Regions from separate parts of the Macaca mulatta genome. Here region 2 is linked to region 1. The links are chromatin contacts, called in public Hi-C maps. All regions are on one chromosome and are shown on one strand. The core of a region is the stretch at or near the end of the contact, and the rest is flanking DNA. Distances in the headings are between cores, read along the strand shown.

Region 1 (6,367 bases), core at 836-3,335:
TGTAACATTTTTAAGTAGGCATAATCCTTCCCATTGTAAAGATGAGAAAACCAAAGCTTAGAGTGTATAAGTAGTTTGCCCATATTTACACATCTGAGATGGGATTCATTCCCAGGTCTGCCCAATTTGTAATTATTTCCACTACAATGGCCTTCCACAGAAAATGATTGGGGCCACACCCTCTTCCTAAAGTCCTTGCAATTACTCTGCTCCCAGAGCAGCTGCACCCTACCTGTCCTGGGTAGACCCACATTTCAGCCTCCATTTACGCAGGTTATGTCTATCTGCCTCTCTATTCTATGAACCTACAATCCCTTTCATACTGTCCCCAGGCTGTGATCACACTTGTCAATCTCACCTCCTGCCCCAGTTCCCAGCCCTCATCTCCCTGCCCCATACATAGTCTCAAGTCTCATTTTTCCCTGCTCTGTGGTTCACATTCCTAGACACTTCCTGGGAACAAATACACTCCCATAACTATCCAGTGTATTCCTCAACTATATATTTGCACAATATGGCACTACTGTCTCCTATTATCCTATGTTTTTGAACCCTCTACCAAGGTAGTTATTAGAAGTGGGAATTTTTTTACAATTATTTTTTACAGACAGAGTCTAGCTTTGTTGCTTAGGCTAGAGTGCAGTGATGCGATCATAGCTCACTGCACCTTGAACTCCTGGGCTCAAGTGATCCTCCCACCTCAGCCTCCTTAGTAGCTGGGACTACAGGTGCACACCACAATGCCTGGCTAATTTTTAAATTTTTTGTAGAGACAGGGTTTCACCATGTTGCCCAGGCTGGTCTCAACTCCTAGGCTCAAGTGATCCTCCCACCCCAGCCTCTCAAAGTGCTGGGATTACAGGTGTGGAAATGGGAATTTAGGGAACTCTTCCTACCTGCTCAGCAATGGAGCAACTCTGGGCAGGAAAACCCCAGAAAAAAGATTTCCTCTAGCTTTGGTCATCAATGTCTTTCTGCCAGTCATAGAACCCTTCCCTCTTTTTTGGCCTTCTGAATAAAGACGGGAAAGACAATGGTCTTCAATTGCTCTTCTCTAGCAATCTGACCTTGACTTGAGATCCTGATAAGATGCCTCTGTAGGGCTGATAACCCTTTTCCTGACTGGTCCTCTCCTGGGTAGGATCAAAGGGAGAAGGGCGGGAGGGTAGATTTGGGAGTATTAGCTTACGCTTAGGTCTCTTCTTGAAGGCTTATTGTAACAGGTCAGGTGCCCTAGGCATTACAATGACTGTCCCTACCCCTGCCACACACTGTGGGGCACCCTGTTTTCTTACTCCATCCTTACCTGGAGCCTGGTGGCTCCCATAGCACCAGAAGATATGGTATGTGTGTCTATGTGCATGTATAGCTATGTGCATGTATGTATGTGTGTGTGGACAGAAAGGCTTCCCAGCCCCTTCTCTTGAAAGCTGCATGGATCCTTGCATGTTCTCCATCATAAACTTACAGTAGCTATAGGGGTGTCTCCTCCCATTAAGCCTTTGTTTCTAGATCTGACTCCCCCATCCCTGACCCATACTAGAAGCTTCATTAGAAATGCCCAAAAAGGAAGGATGCGATCTGCTTCTTGACAAAATAGCATAAATGGCATTAGCCCAAGCCTTGGCTTTTCCCCATCTCTGCACCATAGCCCAAATGTATGCATGGATGAGCTCGTCTAATGCTGTGCTCCCGCACATTCCCTTTATCCCCCCAGCACCGTCCCCCTCTCCCTTTTGGAAAGACAAAGCCAACCCTCAGAAGCCAGGGCCCAAATGTGCTGATCAGTATCCTAGCATCTCTGCCCTGCCCCTCCCCCAGCTCCCTGAGCCATACCTTTGTCAGGAGCCTTGAGCTGGACCCCTGATGTGTCTGTCCCTTTTGCACTCCGACCAAGCTCTACCTCGACAGTTCCAGCTGAGACACTGTTCCACGGGACCACACAGGGGAACTGGACCGATTTCCTAAGATCTGATTTCTGCTAATACAATGGCATCGTTGCTAATGCAGGGAGGCTGCGCAATCCCAGCCCCAGTCTCCGTGCTGCTGCCGCGGCTGCTGGTGATGCGGTGACGTTGCTGCTAAGGGAAGGGGGAAGGGAAAGGAGCAGGCAGGCCCACAGCACAGCCACTCAGCCTCCCTCCCTTCCAGTCCCTGTGGGCCCTTTAGCCTAGGGAAGGGGGAGGGTAGAGAAAGTCAGTGCTGGAAGATGGAGAACTCTCAAGACAGCAAAGGAAAAATGGGGAGAGTTGTGTCTAGCTCCTCTTTTGTCCTTAGGCGTCTCAGGGAAGATGTCTGGGCAGAGCCTTGGAGCTTCCTTCCTTCTTTAGGCTCCTCCTTTTATATCTTAACCAGAAACCTCTCCCTCCTCTTTTTGCCCATTGTGAATGACTCTGTTTTCCAGCTTTTTCCTCTAACCAGGATTCCAGACTAGCCTCAGGGTGGGGCAGTCAGCCTGGGAGGGGATTCCTGAAGCCCAGAAGGGAGGCTGCAGGGACCAGTCACCATTCTGCCAGCAGTAACTTGAACTCAGTCCTGGTGGATGGCCCACGAGTCTTAGCACTGGCCTTCCTAGAGAGACAGGGTGCTAGGCAGGCTTCTGTACACTGGGGTGGTAAGTCTTAAGGACCTGGAGGCTGCAGGCCCTCTTCCTAACACGGTATTCAATTCAGTTCCCTGGGTCTTCAGAGGTCTACTCGCTGTGGCTGAAGTAGAACTGGCCCCTCTCACATACATCGGTTCTCAGTCAGTGCTCAGCTGGGTCCAGCTGGGTTTGTGTGGAGGCAGAATCCCTCTAGCTGGGCTGAGAGGCCAGGAAGCCTATCTTCCCAGGGAAAGGAAGGCAGGGGACAGTGGTCTCTCCTAGGCCAGAGAGAAATCTCAGTTCTGCTTGGAGACCTACAGAGTCCTCTGCTCCTTCCCTGCTCCACCCTCCTCAGGTTCTGGGCCAATTCTGTGGGAATAAGGAAAAAAGGAAGAAACTGCAGCTAGAGCCAGTTGTACAGGAAGTTGCGGTGAGGTCTCTGTCCACTTTGTGTCACTGCTCCCTGCTGCTACGCTTGAATACAGAGATAGTCTCAAGCAGGGGTTGGTCCCCAAACACTAGCCCTGCCTAGGGCTCCTCCCAAGGTGACTACTATCTGGACTCCACAGCCATGCCCTCGGATTTCAGGGCCTGAGAAAGAAGCCTTTGGAGAAACCACTGGCCAAGACCATAACAGCTATCCCTCAGGATCCGGAAGAGATGTAACTTCTTTTCCTTTCTTGTTTCTCCTATTCCCTATGACATCCATGTGTCCACTGACACCATGCTCAGCTGAGTCAATTGTAGAGAGAACAAAAACACACAAAGACACAAAGATCCATCTCCAGCCTTGACTTGTTTGAGCAGCCATGGCCCCTTGATCCTATAAAGCAGGGAACAGTGAGGAAGGGAAGGAAGGAGGGAGACTGCTGTTCCTAGCCAGCCACTGAAAGGTGAGGAAATGGTGTCACTCTGCCTTCCTCTTGCCTAGCTGATACAGAACACAAAGCACGGTTGGATAAGCATCTGTAGGTTAGGGCAAAGTTAATCTTCATGACCAAGCATTTGGAGTTCAAGCTTCTTACCATGAGAGCTCTGGGCCCAGGGTCTTTGACTCTGAAATTTCTGTGAGGCTAAGTCATGCATTGTGCTGGACAGCCAGTGTTTCCAGTTGCCTATGGAAGGTGGCAGCTCTCAGACCTCTAGTGCCTGGCTTAATTCACTACATCACAGACAACCTTGCCACTTACTTCCTAACCACTACTGCCAAAGATCTAGGGCTTTTGAGGAAAGATCAAATTATTTTCCAACCAGAAACAAAACACAAATACTGTTACATTATAAACCTCAACCACCTCCTAACTAGTCTCCCCACTTGTAATTTACTTTTTAGTACTACCAGATTCATCTCCCTAAAGCACCACCTTTCTTCAACATGCCACTCCTCCTGGCCATTTTAATGGTTTCTCATTACCCAGAGAATCAAGTTGAGCCTCCTCATTTTGGCTTTAGAGGTCATCCATCTCGGCTATCTACTCTTTTTTTTTTTTTTTTTTTTTTTTTTTTTTTTTTTTTGAGTTTCACTCTTGTCATCCAGGCTGGAGTGCAGTGGCGTGATCTTGGCTCACTGCAACCTCCGTCTCCCGGGATCAAGTGATTCTCCTGTCTCAGCCTCCTGAGTAGCTGGGATTACAGGCACCCACCACCATGACCCGGCTAAGGTTTATATTTTTAGAAGAGATGGGGTTTTGCCATGTTGGCCAGGCTGGTTTTGAACTCCTGACCTCAGGTGATCCACGTGCCTCGGCCTCCCAAAGTACTGGGATTACAGGTGTGAGCCACCGTGCCCACCCTCGGCTGTCTACTCCACTCAACCTTGGTTTCCCATCATGCAATCCTTGAAACATGTTTCAGAAGATCATTTCCACTCTACTGCATTTGTTCATTCAGACTCTCCTTCCTGTTACACTTGGCCCTGTTCAAAATTATCCAAACCTACCAGGCCCAGAGCAACTCCTCCATCAAGTCTCCTCTGATTACCCCAGAGCCAGAAATAATCTGTCCTCTGAACCAGTGGTTGCAGGTGGTTGATTTTACAGACAAGAAAACAACTTCCACAAAAAACAGGTGGATCAATATTGGATTGCCAACTTCTTTTTTTTTTTTTTTTGAGACGGAGTCTCGCTCTGTCGCCCAGGCTGGAGTGCAGTGGCCGGATCTCAGCTCACTGCAAGGCCAACTTCTTATATTGTCAAGTAGCATCATTACAAAACTTTACATCAATGATCATAACTTTATAAGAAAGAGCATACTGTACTTTTCTCATTGCATTGCATATTAATGGCGAACTTCATCAGCAACTAGAATCAGTCCCTGAGAAGTTTTGATTAAGTAAATCATGTCACTTAACATGGTTATTGTTCTTTTTTGCCTATCTGCCTTAACATCTCTTCTAGACTGCAAAGTTGGAGTTATAGTCATCTGTGCATCTCCATTATCCAGTATATAAGACAATATCGTTTTTATTTTGTGTTTCCCATAAAACCTAGCATAGTGCTTGGCATTCAGAAGGTGTCTTATGCTTGGCATATGGAAGTCTTGTTGAACAAGAATAATCTAAAAAGAGATGCTCCTTGTGTGTAAATCAGAATAAGTGGTGGGTAGACTTGACTAAATAAGCTTGGAAGAGAAGACTGTTTTTCATGTGGGGAAAAAAAAATCTATTAAAAAGAAGCTTAGGCGGCCGGGCACAGTGGCTCACGCCTGTAATCCCAGCACTTTGGGAGGCCGAAGTGGGCCGATCACCTGAGGTCAGGAGTTCAAGACCAGCCTGGCCAACATGGTGAAACCTTATCTCTACTAAAAATACAAAAATTAGCTGGGTGTGGTGGTGGGCACCTGTAACCCCAGCTATTCGGGAGGCTGAGGCAGGAGAATCACTTGAACCCAGGAGGCGGAGGTTGCACTGAGCCGAGATTGCACCACTGCACCTCAGCCTGGACAACAAGGGCGAGACTCCATATCTAAAAAAAAGAAGCTTAGGCAACAAAGAAGTAATTCTTCGTAACCTAGAGTTAGGCAACACATTCTTAGACAAGATATAAAATATATAAGTGACAAAAGAAAAAAACAGAAAAACTTTGACTTCCTGCTGGCAAAATGAGAAAATAGAACAATAAATAAACTAGACTTCATAAAAATTTAAAACTTTTGTTCTTCAAAGGACACAATCAAGAGAGTCAAGGCCGGGCGCGGTGGCTCAAGCCTGTAATCCCAGCACTTTGGGAGGCCGAGACGGGCGGATCATGAGGTCAGGAGATCGAGACCATCCTGGCTAACAAGGTGAAACCCCGTCTCTACTAAAAAATACAAAAAACTAGCCAGGCGAGGTGATGGGCGCCTGTAGTCCCAGCTACTCAGGAGGCTGAGGCAGGAGAATGGCCTAAACCCGGGAGGCGGAGCTTGCAGTGAGCTGAGATCCGGCCACTGCACTCCAGCCAGGGCAACAGAGTTAGACTCCGTCTCAAAAAAAAAAAAAAAAAAGAGTCAAAAGACAACCCACAGAATGTGAGAAAATTTGCAGATCATATATCTGATAAGGGACTTCTGTCCAGAATATAATTCAAAACACTTACAACTCAGTTGTAAAAAGACAAATAATCAAATTTTTAAATCGGCAAAGGGGGCCGGGCATGGTGGCTCACACCTGTAATCCCAGAGCTTTGGGAGGCCAAGGCAGGCAGATCACTTGAGGTCAGGAGTTCAAGACCAGCTTGGCGAACATTGTGAAACCCGTAAAAATTAGCTGGGTGTGATGGTGCATACCTGTAATCCTAGCTACTT
Region 2 (6,595 bases), core at 3,128-5,627, 440 kb after region 1:
AGCCAGGATGGTCTCGATCTTCTGACCTCGTGATCCGCCCGTCTCGGCCTCCCAAAGTGCTGGGATTACAGGCTTGAGCCACCGCGCCCAGCCTATCATTAGTTTTTATAGGTTTTGGGATAGGCGGTGGAGTTAGGAGCAAGGTTTTGCGGGCAGAGGGTGGATCTCACAGAGTACATTCTTAAGGGTGGGGGAGATTACAAAGAACCTTCTTAAGGGTGGGGGAGATTACAAAGTACATAGATCAATTAGGGTGGGGCAGAAACAAATTACAATGGTGGAATGTCATCAGTTAAGGTTATTTTCACTTCTTTGTGGATCTTCAGTTGCTTCAGGCAATCTGGATGTATACATGCAGGTCACAGGGGATATGATGGCTTAGCTTGGGCTCAGAGGCCTAACAGTAACAATCTCTTTGGAAAACATATTGGCAATATCTACTGAAGCTAAACATACACATGACTAGGAGTTCAGCAATTCAATTCCCAGGTATATACCCAGTAGAAATACATGTACATCAATCAGAGTTGTTGGTTTTTGTTTGTTTTTGTTTTGTTTTGTTTTTGAGACGAAGTCTTGCTCTTGTCCACCAGGCTGGAGTGCGATGGTGCGATTTCGGCTCACTGCAACCTCTGCCTCCTGGGTTCAAGCAATTCTCCTGCCTTGGCCCCGCCTCCCAGAGTAGCTGGGATTATAGGCGCCTGTCACCACACCCGGCTAATTTTTGTATTTATTTCAGTAGAGGTGGGGTTTCACCATGTTGACCAGGCTGGTCTAGAACTACTGACCTCCGGTGATCCACCCACCTCGGCCTCCCAAAGTGCTGGGATTATAGGCGTGAGCCACCGTGCCTGGCCTAGTTTTCTAGGAAAAATAAATACCATTTTGGGATAGTGGTCAACTCTGGGAACGAAAGGGAATGAGATTAGGGAGGAGTATGTAAGGGCTATAACTATTTGAAATACTAATTTCTTTAACAGAGAACTTGAAGCAAATGTAAAATATTAAGATTTGCTCGCCGGGCGCGGTGGCTTACGCCTGTAATCCCAGCACTTTGGGAGGCCGAGGCGGGCGGATCACAAGGTCAGGAGATCGAGACCACAGTGAAACCCCGTCTCTATTAAAAATACAAAAAATTAGCCGGGCACGGTGGCGGGTGCCTGTAGTCCCAGCTGCTCAGGAGGCTGAGGCAGGATAATGGCGTGAACCCGAGAAGCGGAGCTTGCAGCGAGCCAAGATCGTGCCACTGCACTCCAGCCTGGGTGACAGAGCGAGACTCCGTCTCAAAAAAAAAAAAAAAAAAAAAAAAAAAAATTTGCTAAAGCTATGTGATAAAAGTGTGGTTTTTCTGTTTTTTTTTTTTTTTTTTTTTTTGGAAACAGGGTCTCGCTCTGTTACCCAGGCTGGAGTGCAGTGGAGCAATCTCCGCTCACAGCAATTTCTGCCTCCCAGGCTTAACCAATTCTTGCACCTCAGCCTCCCGAGTAGCTGGGACTACAGGGATGTATCACGACACCCAGCAAATTTTTGTCTTTTTAGTAGAGATGGGGTTTCACCATGTTGGCCAGGCTGGTCTCAAACTCCTGACCACAAGTGATCCACCTGCCAGATGGATATTTGTTATGATATTCTTTAGAGCTTCCTGTATGCCTCAAGTATTTCATAAAGAAGTTCTAAAAATCTTGTAGAAAAATAAAGACTCAGGCTGCCTAGGTACCACTGTTGTTTTTTTTTTTTTAAACTGCAATATGAGGCCAGGTGCTCTGGCTCACACTTGTAGCCAAAAAAACAAAAAACAAACAAAAAAAACGCCGGGCACAGTGGCTCATGCCTGTAATCCCAACAGTTTGGGAGGCCGAGGCAGGTGGGTCACAAGGTCAGAATATCAAGACCATCCTGGGCAACATGGTGAAACCCTGTCTCTACTAAAAATACAAAAATTAGCTAGGCATGGTGGCATGAGCCTGTAGTCCCATCTATTCAGGTGAATTGCTTGAACCCAGGAGGCAGAAGTTGCAGTGAGCCGAGATAGCACCACTGCACTCCAGCCTGGGCAAAAGAGCAAGACTCTGTCTCAAAGTAAAACAAAACAAAACAAAAACTGTTAAGGTCATCAAAAACAAGGAAGTTTGAGAAACTGTCACAGCCAAGAGGAGCCAAAGGAGACATAATGTCTAAATGTAATGTGCCAGCTTGGATCAGATCTTGGAACAGAAAAAGGACATAAGGGAAAAACTAAGAAAATCAGAATAGGCTGGGCGCAGTGGCTCATGCCTCTAATTCCAGCATTTTGAGAGGCCGAGGCGGGCAGATCACCTGAGGTCGGGAGTTCGAGACCAGCCTGACCAACAACGAGAAACCTCATCTCTACTAAAAATACAAAATTAGCCAGGGGTGATGGCACATGCCTGTAATCCCAGCTACTCAGGAGGCTGAGGCAGGAGAATCTCTTGCAACCAGAAGGCAGCGGTTGCAGTGAGCCGAGATCACACCACTGCACTCCAGCCTGGGTGAAAGAGTGACAACTCCGTCTCAAAAAAACAAAAGGAAAATCAGAATAAAGTGTGGATTTTAGTTATTGTTAATGTATCAATATTGGCTCATTAATTGTAATAAATGAACCATATAAGGAAACATGTTAATAATAGGAGAAACTAGGTATAGTGTACATCTGAAAACTCTCTGCACTATTTTTACAAGTTTTCTGTAAATCTAAAATTGTTCTACAATTAATTTTTTAAAGTCAAGTAATTTACCCAAATCTATACAGCTAGTAAATACTCAAAGGTATGAGACAAACTCATAAGTTGAACCCATAAGTTGAAGTTTGAAGTTTAAGTTGAAGAAGTTTAGATGACTTCAAACTCTGTGCTTTTCCCACTACACAAAACCTTTCTTAGTTTGCCCTTCTGGGATTATGTAGGCATTTGTATCACTGTCTAAACAATACGTTCCTTATGGGCAGAGAAAATACTTTGTTCTTTCTTTTTTTTGCGCCTTCCACACCATTGACGTTGAGTAAACCAGTTTAAGTTAACTACTGGCATAAAGTCACAGAGCCTTGAGAATCTTTGTCCACCAGGCTGGAGTGCGATGGTGCGATCTCAGCTCACTGCAGCCTCTGCCTCCTGGATTCAAGCGATTCTCCTGCCTTGGCCCCCCCCCCGCCCCCGCCCCCGCCCCCGCCCCCGCCCCCGCCCCCGCCCCCGCCAGAGTAGCTGGGATTACAGGCGCCTGTAATTTGGCGGGTGCTGTGGCTCACGCCAGTAATCCCAGCACTTTGGGCACCGAGGAGGGTGGATCGCTTGAGATCAGGAGTTTGAGACCAGCCTGGCCAACATGGTGAAACCTGTCTCTACCAAAAATACGAAAATTATTCCAGCCTAGTGGCGCACGACTGTAATCCCAGCTACTCCGAAGGCTGAGGCAGGAAAATTGCTTGAACCCAGTAGGCGGAGGCTGCAGTGACCGAGATCGCACCACTGCACTCCAGTTTGGGCGAAAGAGCGAGACGCGGTCTCAAAACAAATAAAAAAGAATGTGACTTTTGGAGAACTTGATCAAATCAGACCCAAACGGTCTGCTCCTCAGAGAGGCCACAGATTGGCGCTGAGCTGGGCTCTCTCAGTTCTGCAAGTGTCCTGTACTGCCATCTACCGGTGTCTGGAAAGCGTCGCCCTCCCTTATTGTATCTCATGGGGAGAGGCTGGAGAGAAGAGACTCAAGCGCCACTTAAATTGCAGAACATATGTAACTGTACTGCAGTTCATTCGACACCTGTACAAGGGAAAGGCCTCACTTTTCTCCAGCAATTGCAGGCCATCCTAACTCCATATTAACACTCATCTCGTAAAATTCACAGATCTCCTCGCTGACCTGCCTCAATAGGTACAGATCTGACTCCATACCAACACTCATCTCGTAAAATTCACAGATCTCCTCGCTGACGTGCCTCAATAGGTACAGATCTGACTCCTACTGTCCATCCCAGAACCCACACCCGCCTGCACAGCGTAGGCTTCAGAAACTGCTCAACCTCGCAAACCTGAACCCCATCGCCCAGATTCCCTTATTTTCACAGACCCCTGAGATTCCTTGCACTACCTTGCAAACCCTACGGACCTCCCCTATTAGTGCAAATGCACGCGCCAACCCAGACATCCCTACAAAGAGGCTCGAGTTTCGCAGGCAGCTCACACCGGCGCGAAAGCAGCGAGAGAGCCCCAACCCGGCTCAGAGCCCTCAGGCTTGTGGCTTTGGCCCTGGCTCCGGGTTCCCACCCTTCCCTGATCCGCTCCGCTCAGGCTAGCAGCCTGTCGACCGAAGCCCCGCCCCTCTAGACCTGTCATCACAGAAGCCGCACGTGGCCGGGTGGGACCTCAGGCGACCTGCGGCCATCACTTTGTCTCCTCCGTCATCCATTGGGGCTGCCACCGCCAATCAGAGCCAGCGGATCCTGGTTGGATCGCGACCGCCCGGGTGAGGCGTGAGGGAGAAGGGGCGGAAGGAGGAGAGGCTCTGAGATGGGAGGGGGATCGTGGTGGAAGGGGGCCTGGCGCGACTTCTGCCAGGCTGGAATCCGAGGGGGCGGGTCCCGGTGAAAGGCGGAGAGACCAAGAGAAGGCGGGGATCGCGGGTGGGGCCTGGGAAAAGCTGAGGATCCTGGGGAAATGCAAAGAAAACGCGAAAGAGGAGCGGGGACAGAAGGGGGCGGGGCCCGGGCTACAGGGGAGGAGCTCGAGAAATTAAACGAGGAAAGGGACAAGTCCGGAGAAGGTGGAAGGTGGGACAAGGGAGACGGTGGGCCTGGGCGTTGCGGGGGCGGGGCTCGAACCGAAGGGGCGAGGTTTGCAGGCCGAGACTACAGATAGGACTGCTCAGTAACTGCCCCAACCACTACCACCTACCCGAGTGCAACGGGATCCACGGAACTACAGGTGTGGGGCGGGGTGAGCGTGGAAGAAGGGACGCGGATGGGGGTGCGCTTTGCAGACAATCTGGAGACTGCTGTATGTTGAGGGAAGACACGGAGTCGGGGGAGCAGTTGGGGACTCAATGTGTGGGCAACAAGGTGCATTCTCTAGGGGCCTCTATGGAGGAAGGGCAGGAGCGCTTTGTTGTGGGTGGGGGGGTGTTGCGAGGTACACCGTGAGGGGACTGTGTCGCTGTCTGATGTGGGGGGTTGGAGGAGGTACATGAGGGGGAGGGGACTTGGAGGCGCTTTGACGGAAGGGGGACTGTTTAATGGAGAAGGGCTGGTGGTCCAGAGTGTAGCGGTGTCGGAGGGTCTGTGGGCACTATCTAGGGGAAGGGGTTGTAGGCCCCAGTTGAGGCGGGAGAACAGAACCCCCAGTACTTTGAGAAAGTAACAGTTTAGGGCATTGTAGTAACTCCAGGAAGATATTGTGTTCTGGGTTCTAGGAGCAAGGGTGATGGAGTTAGTTGGGTGAAGAGGCCAATCTGTTGCACTCCTGTCTGCTCAGCTTTTAACTTCACCTCCTGGCCTGAGCACTCAGAGAGGAGTCGGACCCTGCTTGTCACCAGGGCTTGTGTGACTGTCTCCTCAGTCTCTTTTGGATCTGTCCAGCTGAGACTGGGGTTTCTTCCCCTAGCTGATGTCCTGGGGGACCCTTCCCCCACTGGGTTCCTGTCAACCCCCCATCCTAGTTCCTGTTCCTCCCAGAGCCAGCCTTGTCTCTGTCTCCCCCTCCCCCTCCCTGCCCTGCCCTTACGCTCTGGGTGTGCTCATTTCCCACTTCCTTCCTTGCCCCAGGGCCTGGCCTGGCCCTTGCCCATCTAGGAGCCATGCCCTGCCTGGGACTTTGTGCTCAATGACCAGAGACCATGGTAACCAGCAGCAGGGCTCAGACCCCACCCCCACCACTACCACCCAGGTCTCTCACATAGACCCCCAAGTGACTGGTAGCCACATTTAACCACTTGACACAAACTGATTTTCCCCACCCTTGTCCTTCCCCTGGGTGGGGAACACTAGGGCTTCTGTGGGAGGGGGGAAGTGGTGAGGAGTATTGAGGATCTTCCATCTGTTTTGAGAGGTGGGCTATGACTGTAAGCTGAACCCAGTAAGGGTTGTGAGGTTCCAGCCTCAGGGAAGGAAAAGGGAGTAGCTCCCCACACTCCAGGCTTGGAAGCACTATCAGAACCGAGACTAGGACCTAGTTCTCTTGAGGGCTCCTCTGCTTCCCTGAGGGGATTTGATGGAGTGCTAGAGTTCCTTTTGCCCCTAGGCTGGCTGGGAGAGGGTGGGAAAGGCTTGAGTTCCACACAGTGGCTGAATGAGTGTGACAGTGTTGCTAAAAGGGGCCCCAAGCCAGCCTCCTCACACAACCACCCAGGAGCTGAGAGACTGGCTGGGGAGGGGGGGATTGTGCTGAGGACAGACAAAGCCCTGGGGTAGGGTGGGGTAAAAAAGGGCAGGCTGAAGCCTTTTGAGGAGGAGCTGATTGCTATGGCAACACTGCTTCCCAGACAGTCTCTCAGAGAGGGCGGGCCTAGGGCAGACTCTCTCTAGCTTCCTCAGGACTGGGGAGGTTTGTGTGAGTGGGTGGGGCATGAAGAGAAAGGGCATCAGTTT

What was found. A called contact is a pair of places that touch in the nucleus more often than the background predicts.
Region 2: a Hi-C map of fetal cortex germinal zone shows a contact between it and region 1, with 3 times the contacts expected there. The contact joins the promoter of ATOSB here to the promoter of RUSC2 in region 1. A contact is called at or near these places in 5 of 14 Hi-C or Micro-C datasets (CD4 T cells, blood, fetal cortex germinal zone and 2 more).

What each region holds. Positions count from the first base shown.
Region 1 is chr15:64,165,169-64,171,535 of T2T-MMU8v2.0, forward strand. RUSC2 (RUN and SH3 domain containing 2) reads right to left here and starts at 2,086. Exons shown (of 12, transcript NM_001266666.1): 1 at 1,837-2,086. It overlaps LOC144334666 (a long non-coding RNA gene), which reads left to right. Exons shown (of 2, transcript XR_013404777.1): 2 at 688-4,130. LOC144334663 (a long non-coding RNA gene) reads left to right here and starts at 4,203. Exons shown (of 2, transcript XR_013404774.1): 1 at 4,203-4,702; 2 at 5,539-5,663.
Region 2 is chr15:64,605,890-64,612,484 of T2T-MMU8v2.0, forward strand. It overlaps ATOSB (atos homolog B), which reads left to right and starts at 4,378. Exons shown (of 9, transcript NM_001193876.2): 1 at 4,378-4,479. LOC144334652 (a long non-coding RNA gene) reads right to left here and starts at 4,480. Exons shown (of 3, transcript XR_013404763.1): 1 at 4,343-4,480.